Linked DNA regions of Gossypium hirsutum: region 1 is linked to region 2. A link is a contact called in public Hi-C data. All regions are on one chromosome and are shown on one strand. Each heading gives the region's core, a stretch centred on a gene start, on an enhancer-like site or on the middle of the called end of the contact. The rest is flanking DNA. Distances are from core to core; before and after follow the strand shown.

Region 1 (4,271 bases), core at 1,231-3,730, 470 kb after region 2:
TTTCTGCAGAGCCTAGTTTCGATAAGTCCCCGCTGTAATCTCGAAGTTTTATTTCTTCCTCCTTTGTGGGAGCCATCTTTACCAAAGTCTCGAAAAGCTCAGCACCTAAGCTTTCCGGGTTACCTGTTAAAGCAAAACAAAACAGCATGTGAAAGTGAAGTGAAGTTCAATATTTAAGTAGAAGATTATCGGCAAATTGAAGCCCATAATCAGCATCTCGAAGAAGCTTTTCATCATGTTTCTTGATCAATATATCTACATGTGCATAGTAATTAGTTATGAGTTATGCTTGACGGCTTATATGATCCTTTAGCTATGATAGCTTTAAGCATGAACAAGCGGCCAATTGCTGTGTTTTAAGAACAAATGATAGAAAATAGAAAAGAATGATAGCCATGACATACCATCTAAAAGAGCTTCTGACACTTCATCTCTTGTTACATTCAGTGCTCTCAACAGTATGGCAATGTTCTGTGACTTCTTTGAATCCAAAACTCTGTTTTCCTGTTTAACAGGAGGCAGAACTGATCTTCTAATAGGTTCTTTTGGTGGTGCTGCTGTAGTTGAATTGCAGCCAAATAGAGTCTCCATCATGTCCTCATTCAATCTGTAAACAAGCAAACAAAAAATAAATGAAAATTTTCCCATATTGTACTTGAAACGTAATCTACACCCATAAAATGTACAAGTTTTATAACTTACTGAAATGAGCTTGATTTTATCTGGTCCCACACTGTAGCTCTCTCCGAGGTTGCTCGTACTTTGTCCCAGTGCAAAGGCTTCAACTTGGGTTTTGCACTATCCATGTCATCCCCGTCTGTCTTCTCTGAAGAACTGACACCTTTGTAACTAACCACCTCTTCCATGGACTTTCTAGCCCCACTCACTGCACTGTTTTTGGGACTTGAGGTCCGAGATTCATGCTTTTTCAACAGTTGGGCAGGTTTTGGAGTCACATTGGTCTTCAAATTCCTTACTGACCTGGGTACTGACAGTTTTACGGCTGCTGGTGGCGGCATAGGGGGTGGTGGCGGTGGCGGAGGTGGAACAGGAACTTTTGTCCTTTGTGGGGATGAATTGTTGCTAATTGATCGAAGTAGCGCCATATTTGGAGGTGGTGGAGGAGAGGAGAATTTCGGCCTTTTTGCGTGAGTAAATTCCTGAGTCTCATGCGGCTCCGGTCCTAGACCTTGTGGTTGTTGAAGGGGTAGCGATGTTGGCGACGGAGGATGTGGAGAAGGTGGCTGCTGCTGTTGCTGCTTTATTGAAGGTATAATAACATGCTTCATTTCCGGCGAAGAAGCTAAAATCCTTGTTTTGGGAGAAGTTCTTTTAGAACAAGGAACAGAATTTGTTTTCCCATTCATTTCATTCCTCGACTGAGTCACCAAATTGCCATTAACCCGACGCGAAACCGGAGTGTAATAGCTTTCTTCATTGCTGATCGTTGAGCCCTGAGGGGTATAAAAAGCCGTCCCCCGAGACTCTTCATCTGAAGAAGACGAAGATGGAGATGGCATTGCCGTCGGTGAATTCTCAAGCCCAAGAGGTTTAGCCAATGGAGGCAATGGCTGCAATTCCGGGCTCGGCCTATATCGATCCGACCTCCTCACTGAATTCAACTTACCATAAGGCGAACCATTAGCTCCACCATTCACTTCACCCACCGATCTCCTGCTGGGCTCCACGGTTCCAATGTAAAGAAAGCTGGAGGGTGGAACCCTAGAGTCTTCTTGCGACCTATCGGAGTTCCCTCCAACAAGCCTCTTTCGCGTTTCCCCAGGGTGTTTAGCGACCCGGTGACGGTACAAAAAGAAAGCAAGCCCCGATAGCATTCCCAAAGTGACAATCCCAACAGAGACGGCAATTGCAACCTTTTTAGCTGGTTTGGCAGGCTGGGTTGCGGTTGGGATTGACATCGAGCCATTAGTAGGCGCAGATGGTGGGGTAGGCAGTTGATTCTGATCTGCGGTCTGCCCTGGTCCTGAAGGAACTTCAGGGAAGAATGGCTGACTTGGGTCTGGATAAACAGGACTATCTGGAGCCGGCGGAGACGGTGAAGGTAAAAAAGTGTCAGCGCCTGGAGGCGGAGATGAACCAACCGAAAACAACGGTTGGTGTAGAATTCTTCTATGAAAAATGATAAAATCTTGAATTACAGAAGAAGAAGACGACAAGAACAATGAAAGCAAGAAGAAAAAAAAAGTGAAATGTGGATGAGATCTCAATCTCATTGTGAAAATTTCAGGGTCGAAGATTCATCTCTGAAGGGGGGAAAGGACTTTGTTTCTCTAACTGTTGGACCCTTTAGCCAAAAATGCATAACACAGCAAACTAAAAGGACGAAAATTATACTAAAAATATGAGTACTGCTGTTTTAGACTGCGGGGGAAGCTTCTTTCTGCCTCTAGATTTGGATGCTACATGAGATCGGCAATAGTCGCATCTTTTATTTTTTATTTTTAATTAATTATTCGGACTGTACTGGAATGACACCTGCTATTTTAGAGGAATAGCAAATCAACTATGGTATTCGGGGGCTGTTTTCCAGGTAAATGGACGATTATGCCCCTATAAATGGTGGGAATTAAAGGACCACGTTAATGTCCTTTTCTGTCCGATTATTTTATGGAATTGTTTCTTCTTTTGTCGTGACCCAGATATATATGCCACATATTTCATTAATCTATTATCTCTTTTTGCCCTCTTTACTGTGAATCGATAAAAATAACGGTTGGACTCTGAACTGTCGACTGAAAAAATTGTTAACATGAGCCGAACCGGACAAATGCCCACCTAAATGTCTCAGTTTTCTACCCATCTCAATATCTTTTAATCAGGAACAATACAAAAAGTAAAAAAAATTAAAAAAAAAAAAAGTCCCCCCATCATCAACACTCAGCCCTCTGCTCACCTTCCCCCCTGTTCGCCCTTATCTGCTTCAGATCAGTGGTTCTTGCCCATCCACTCAATCCAAACATAATAGGAAGAGTGGAAGAAGAACTCAGCAAGTGTGAAAAACAAAAGTTTTAGGTTCTAAACGAAATCACAATAGAAATTAATAATATAAATTTATGATTTGAAAACTGAAAAGTGAGTGGTGTCTTTAAAAAAAAAAGTGGGTGTGTCAGGAGAAATATTTATTTAAAAAGAATATACAAGATAGCTGTCAACAACTATTTTATTTGAAATAATATCTATCCTATTTTAAACAATCCAATTAAAAATCAATTAGTTGTTCAATTTCATCATTAATCCAATTTTAAAGTCATAACTACGTCAACGTCAGTCTACGGTGTGAGTAAAATATAAGATTATTAATGAAATTTATTCTCCTAATCTGAAATTTACAAATGGTAAGAATATCAGATATTCCGAAAGGAGTAATTCTTTTGTAGGTTTATTATTATTATTATTATTATTAACTTTGACTGTTTTGTGGATAGTAAGCCTGAAGTGAATAGAAATTTTAACCAGAGGAAAAAAAATAATTTTAGTAGGAAAGTTCTGTATAGAAAGCTAATGTACAAATAAGTAATGGAAGAAATTTAATTTTTTTAATTAATGGTCTTAAATTTAATTATATATAGATATAAATTACTTTAAAAAGGTGAAATTAAATGTTCCCACAAGTTACATCCGGTTGTCTTTGAAAAACAAATTTTCCAAAAAAGTCTAGCATAACTTATCTGTTTACCATATAAATTCAATTTATAAAAATTAAAACAGTAAATTTTATATATAATTAATTTGTTTGAACAAAACATCCAATCCAAACAAAACCACATGTATAAAATTGGATCATAAATTTAACTAAAAATATACCTCCTCGATTACAATATGATATTAAATAGTATGGTTGGTTGGTATCAGTATTATAATTAATGTAAGATAATGTGAGTTTAAATACGTTAAAATATATTTATTCTCCAATTTAAAAGTTGAAAGATTAATTTCTTTATTAGACTAAAAAGAAGGAAAGTTGTTTAGATCATATTCTTCAAAAATTGAAAACTAAATAATTTCAACAATTTCTCTAAATTTACTAATTTAGTCATCTTCAATTTTCGTTCAAAACTTAAAAAGAATTGTATAAAAAATAAATTTTATTTCAAAATATTATAAATCTAACCTTAATGATGATGCAATTTTTTTTTTGTTGTCTTTGGGAGGTTGCTTTAGTGATTGGCTTGGTGGGTTGTCTCTGATTGGATGAGTAAGGATGGTGACAAATTCGATTATACATGATGGTCATAACAGTTAATAATAAT
Region 2 (4,205 bases), core at 267-2,766:
AAACCTGGAGGTTGAAGGTGACTCTCTAACAGTCATTAAGAAGGCAACTAAAGATGAAACAGATTCCTCCGAAATATCGGGGTATATGGAAGACGTGAAGAGGCTGAGTAAAGTTTTTCAAAGCTGTACCTTTCTGCATGTGAAAAGATTGGCCAACGAAGCGGCGAACCAGTTAGCCAGGGAAGGTCTTCGGCAAAAATAGGGGATATTCTTGAGGTATGGGATCCCAAGGTTGCGGTGATACTGATTGAGCGAGACCGTAGCTTGTTGGAAGCTCTGGACTAAAACGCACTGGACGATGAAGGATAAAGAAGCAACAAAAGTTTTGACCGCCGCGTTCCCAAGGAAAATGAACAGTTTTCCCCTGGTTTTTGTTGCTTTTGTCGATTTGGTGATGGAGAATTCTAAAACTTATTTTTCTGCTTTGTGAAGCGTCTCCAAAAAGCTTTGCTGGTTTTTTTTTTTTTTGTTAATTGTTGGGGCAATCTGTTGGGCCAGGTCTTGGTGTGTTTATGCTAATTATTCTGGTAGCCCAATGGCATTGTCTTGGGTTTGGTTTTATAAATCCAGCTTATATTCTAAAAAAATAAAAATGGTCATGTTGTCAACTATATAGGAAAAAATTGAATATTTTAGCAACAATTTCCCTTTTTAGAAATTTATGATTTTTAATTTTTTGATATTTTTAATTTTTTTGAACATTTTAAAATTATTGTTAAGAAAAATTCTAAAAATATTAACATGATATTTTAATAATAATTTAAGTGTCAAATTAGTCATTAATCATTTGTGTTAAAATACTGTTGCATCATTTCATTAAGAGGTATTAAAAGTTAAACATTAAAATATAACAATTTAATTATATTAGTAATTAATATGTAATATTTGAAAATTAATAGATGGAAACATAGTTTTAGTCAATGTTTAGTGCCTATTCATGGAGCTTACTTTCTTTTCTTATTATGACCTTATTTTTATAATAATTATATTTTTTATTTTAGCTTTTTATGGATACTACGAAACAATACATTATACCTTGTTATCTTTTTTGAGCTAATGATAATGTTTTTAATAAATTTTTTATTTTAATATTCTTAATTATAATATTTATTGTTAATTCATTTCTTTCAAATAATAGTTAATAATTTTTTTAATTTTATGTAAATACATAAATAAATATAATTTAAATATAATAATGACGTAAATTAATTTATTTTATCAAATATATAAAATTTAATTTAATATCCTTAGTAGTTATTTTTTCCTTCTCATTATAATTACATCACTCTTATATTTTATTGTTGATTGTAACTTCATTAATATAATATTTAATTTATTATTTTACCGAAATTAATTTCACCTAAGGAGGAATCAAATCCCCCAATGAAGCACAAAAGTAAGGGCAAAACGGCTTTGTGTAGAACAATTTTTTACTCCCGCCCCACACCGTCCACGTAACTAACCAAAGCAACCAACCATTAAAATAGAAGCGCCCGACCACCCGTTGTAAAAAGTAAAACGGAATTTGTCCAAAACCATTCATTTTTTTTCATTGAAATCAAGCGCGTGAAGTGAGCAAGAAGAATCGTGCATGTTATACTCGCACATAAATGTTGATTTTATTTTTATTTTTAAATATTAAATTCCTTGGCGGTTTTTTCCGGTTCACTTTTTTTCCGGCCTCTGCACCCGAATTGGTGGCGGTGGCAGTGGCGGAGGAACTGATAGATCGTTGCCATCTCCATTCTTCTCTTTTTCTTGCTTTCTCTTTTTCATATAATTAAAAAGAGTTCATTTTCTTCGAGATTCGTTGGAGATTTTGTACGGAAACATGTTAATTTCTTCTTATTGATTCTGCATTTTCCAAATCCCAGACACTTTTGATTTAGATTAAAAGGTGAGTTTTTTCTTGAAAACCCATGTTTTAGATTTCATTAATCTTTAATTTTGGTCATGTTTCTATAAATATGCAAATTGAAACTTGTGATTCTGTGTTGCTCATCGAAGTTTCTGCTATTTCATTCTTTTGTCAGATCAAATAAAAAAAGAACCTGAGTTTGATTGTCATTGAATGCCTTCCAAAAGTGAAAGTTAATGGGGAAGATGGAAGAATGTATTACAAAGCAAACTTGTCGAGGTGCCAATAAGGTTTTTCCAGCGCCACCTCCATTACCTGGTCCAGCTAAAAATTGTAGGCGGAAGGGGTCACTAATGAAGAATGGGTCAGCCATAAGAGGAAACAATTGTGCCGCGACAGCAACCAGGGCTTTGTGGGATAGGCTCTTTGATGGAGGCTATAAAACTGATGTTATCATTAAAACTGATAATGGTGGCATTATCTGTGCGCATTCTAATATTGTTGTAAGCGCTCCTTGTCTTTTCTATCTTTAATGATGAAATTAATGGACGTTATGCTTTGAGCAATACCCTTGTTATTTGAACAATCTCGATTCCGTATATTGTTGATTTAACCAGGCATTTTTTTATGGTTTGGTTATACAACTTAATTTTATATATCAGTTTTAGACCATAGATATTGGAAATGAAATCCCATTTGGTGGAATGCGACATTGATTCATTTAGCTCATGAGCAAGTTGTTATATTTTTTTAGCATAACCAGCAAAAGGAAAGCCACATTTGCCCCCTTAATCCTTGTAGGATCGAGTTGTTTAGTGTTTTAATGTACAAGAAAATAAAGCTAATAGCAACTATTTAGCAATTTGGACATGGTGTCTTGAACAAATTTATTGACTCAAATCCCTTCACTGGATCTTTTTTGCTAACAGGGCATGGCTTCTCCTGTACTAAGAGGCATGTTGAAACAAGCAAAAGGATTTGGTCACAGAAGACCAATTTCAATCCACATCCATGGTGTTCCACAAGATGCAGTTCGGGCTTTCATTCGATTCTTGTACTCTTCCAGGTAACTTCTCTTTTGCCTTGGAAGACTTTTGGTCGAATTCAGTTTTGTGAACCAGTAAGTCCTTGGCAATTACTAGTTACCTTCACACTTTGAACTTGTTGTCAGTGTCACTGAGATCATGTGGTTACATCATGCATTCATGCCGGCATGTGCTAATTGTTATTGGTTTTGATCTGTAGTTATGAGAAAGAAGAAATGAAGGAATTTGTGTTGCCATTGTTGGTGATGTCACACACATATGTTGTTCCTCAGCTGAAGCGAGCTTGTGAACAGCAACTTGAGCATGGCTTGCTTACTATAGAAAATGTAGTTGATGCCTTCCAGCTTTCATTACTGTGTGATGCGCCTCGACTAACGCTGATCACTCACCGTATGATCATAATGACCTGCAAGGCCGTTCGCGAAACTGAAGGGTGGAAAGCAATGAAGAAGAGCAATCCAGCACTTGAAAAAGAACTTCTTGAATCCATGATGGATGAAGAACATGGGAGGGATATCATGGTAAGGCTGCTTCACCTTGTAACCTTGGGTTCTAGCAGTTTGACCTAAATCTCTAAATGCAAATTTTGCAGATGCAAAAGGAGAAAAACAGGAAATCAAATGAGCAGAGGATCTACCTTCAATTATGTGAAGCAATGGAGGCTCTTGTTCACATATTCAGAGATGGTTGCAGGACAATTGGACCACATGATAAGGATTTGAAAGAACACCAAACACCATGCGATTATGGAGACTGTTGCAAAGGGTTAGAATTGCTTGTTCGCCATTTTGCTAGTTGCAAGTTGAGAGTCCCTGGCGGCTGCATTCATTGCAAAAGAATGTGGCAGCTACTGGAGTTACATTCCCGTCTCTGCACTGATTCAAATTCGTGCCGAGTTCCTTTGTGCAGGTACCTTTTAAAATGCCAAATTTAAGACGATATGGTTGATGCCAATTTGATCTCTTAAATAACCAATTGCATAAATAAGATATTTGTCAATATTGAAACCCAACCTTCCAATTCAGGAACCTCAAGGAGAAGATCAGGAAACAAAGCAAGAAGGACGAAATCAAGTGGAAATTACTTGTGAAAAGGATATTAAGAACAAAGAGAATTGGAGGTGCACCAATTTTTGTGTCCTCTAATTACAACTCTTCACCATAAACAATATCCACCTCTCTTATTTCAGGATTAGACCTATCCATTCTAAAAAATTTTAATCCTCGAAATCAAGTTGAGCCCGAGTCGGTTTCACTGTTAAAAAATAAAAAACATTAAAAGTATTTTTATATTAATATTTA

What was found. A called contact is a pair of places that touch in the nucleus more often than the background predicts.
Region 1: a Hi-C map of leaf shows a contact between it and region 2, with 3 times the contacts expected there. The contact joins the promoter of LOC107888696 here to the promoter of LOC107942064 in region 2. A contact is called at or near these places in 10 of 34 Hi-C or Micro-C datasets (callus, hypocotyl and leaf).

The regions. Positions count from the first base shown.
Region 1 is chrA11:63,010,752-63,015,022 of Gossypium_hirsutum_v2.1, forward strand. LOC107888696 (formin-like protein 6) reads right to left here and starts at 2,481. Exons shown (of 4, transcript XM_016812870.2): 1 at 703-2,481; 2 at 405-607; 3 at 1-123. The coding sequence starts at 2,234.
Region 2 is chrA11:62,539,362-62,543,566 of Gossypium_hirsutum_v2.1, forward strand. LOC107942064 (BTB/POZ and TAZ domain-containing protein 4) reads left to right here and starts at 1,517. Exons shown (of 6, transcript XM_016875706.2): 1 at 1,517-1,897; 2 at 2,034-2,361; 3 at 2,788-2,924; 4 at 3,104-3,425; 5 at 3,497-3,813; 6 at 3,930-4,205. The coding sequence starts at 2,095. The coding sequence ends at 4,068. LOC121209910 (a long non-coding RNA gene) reads right to left here and starts at 661. Exons shown (of 4, transcript XR_005905093.1): 1 at 130-661; 2 at 1-4.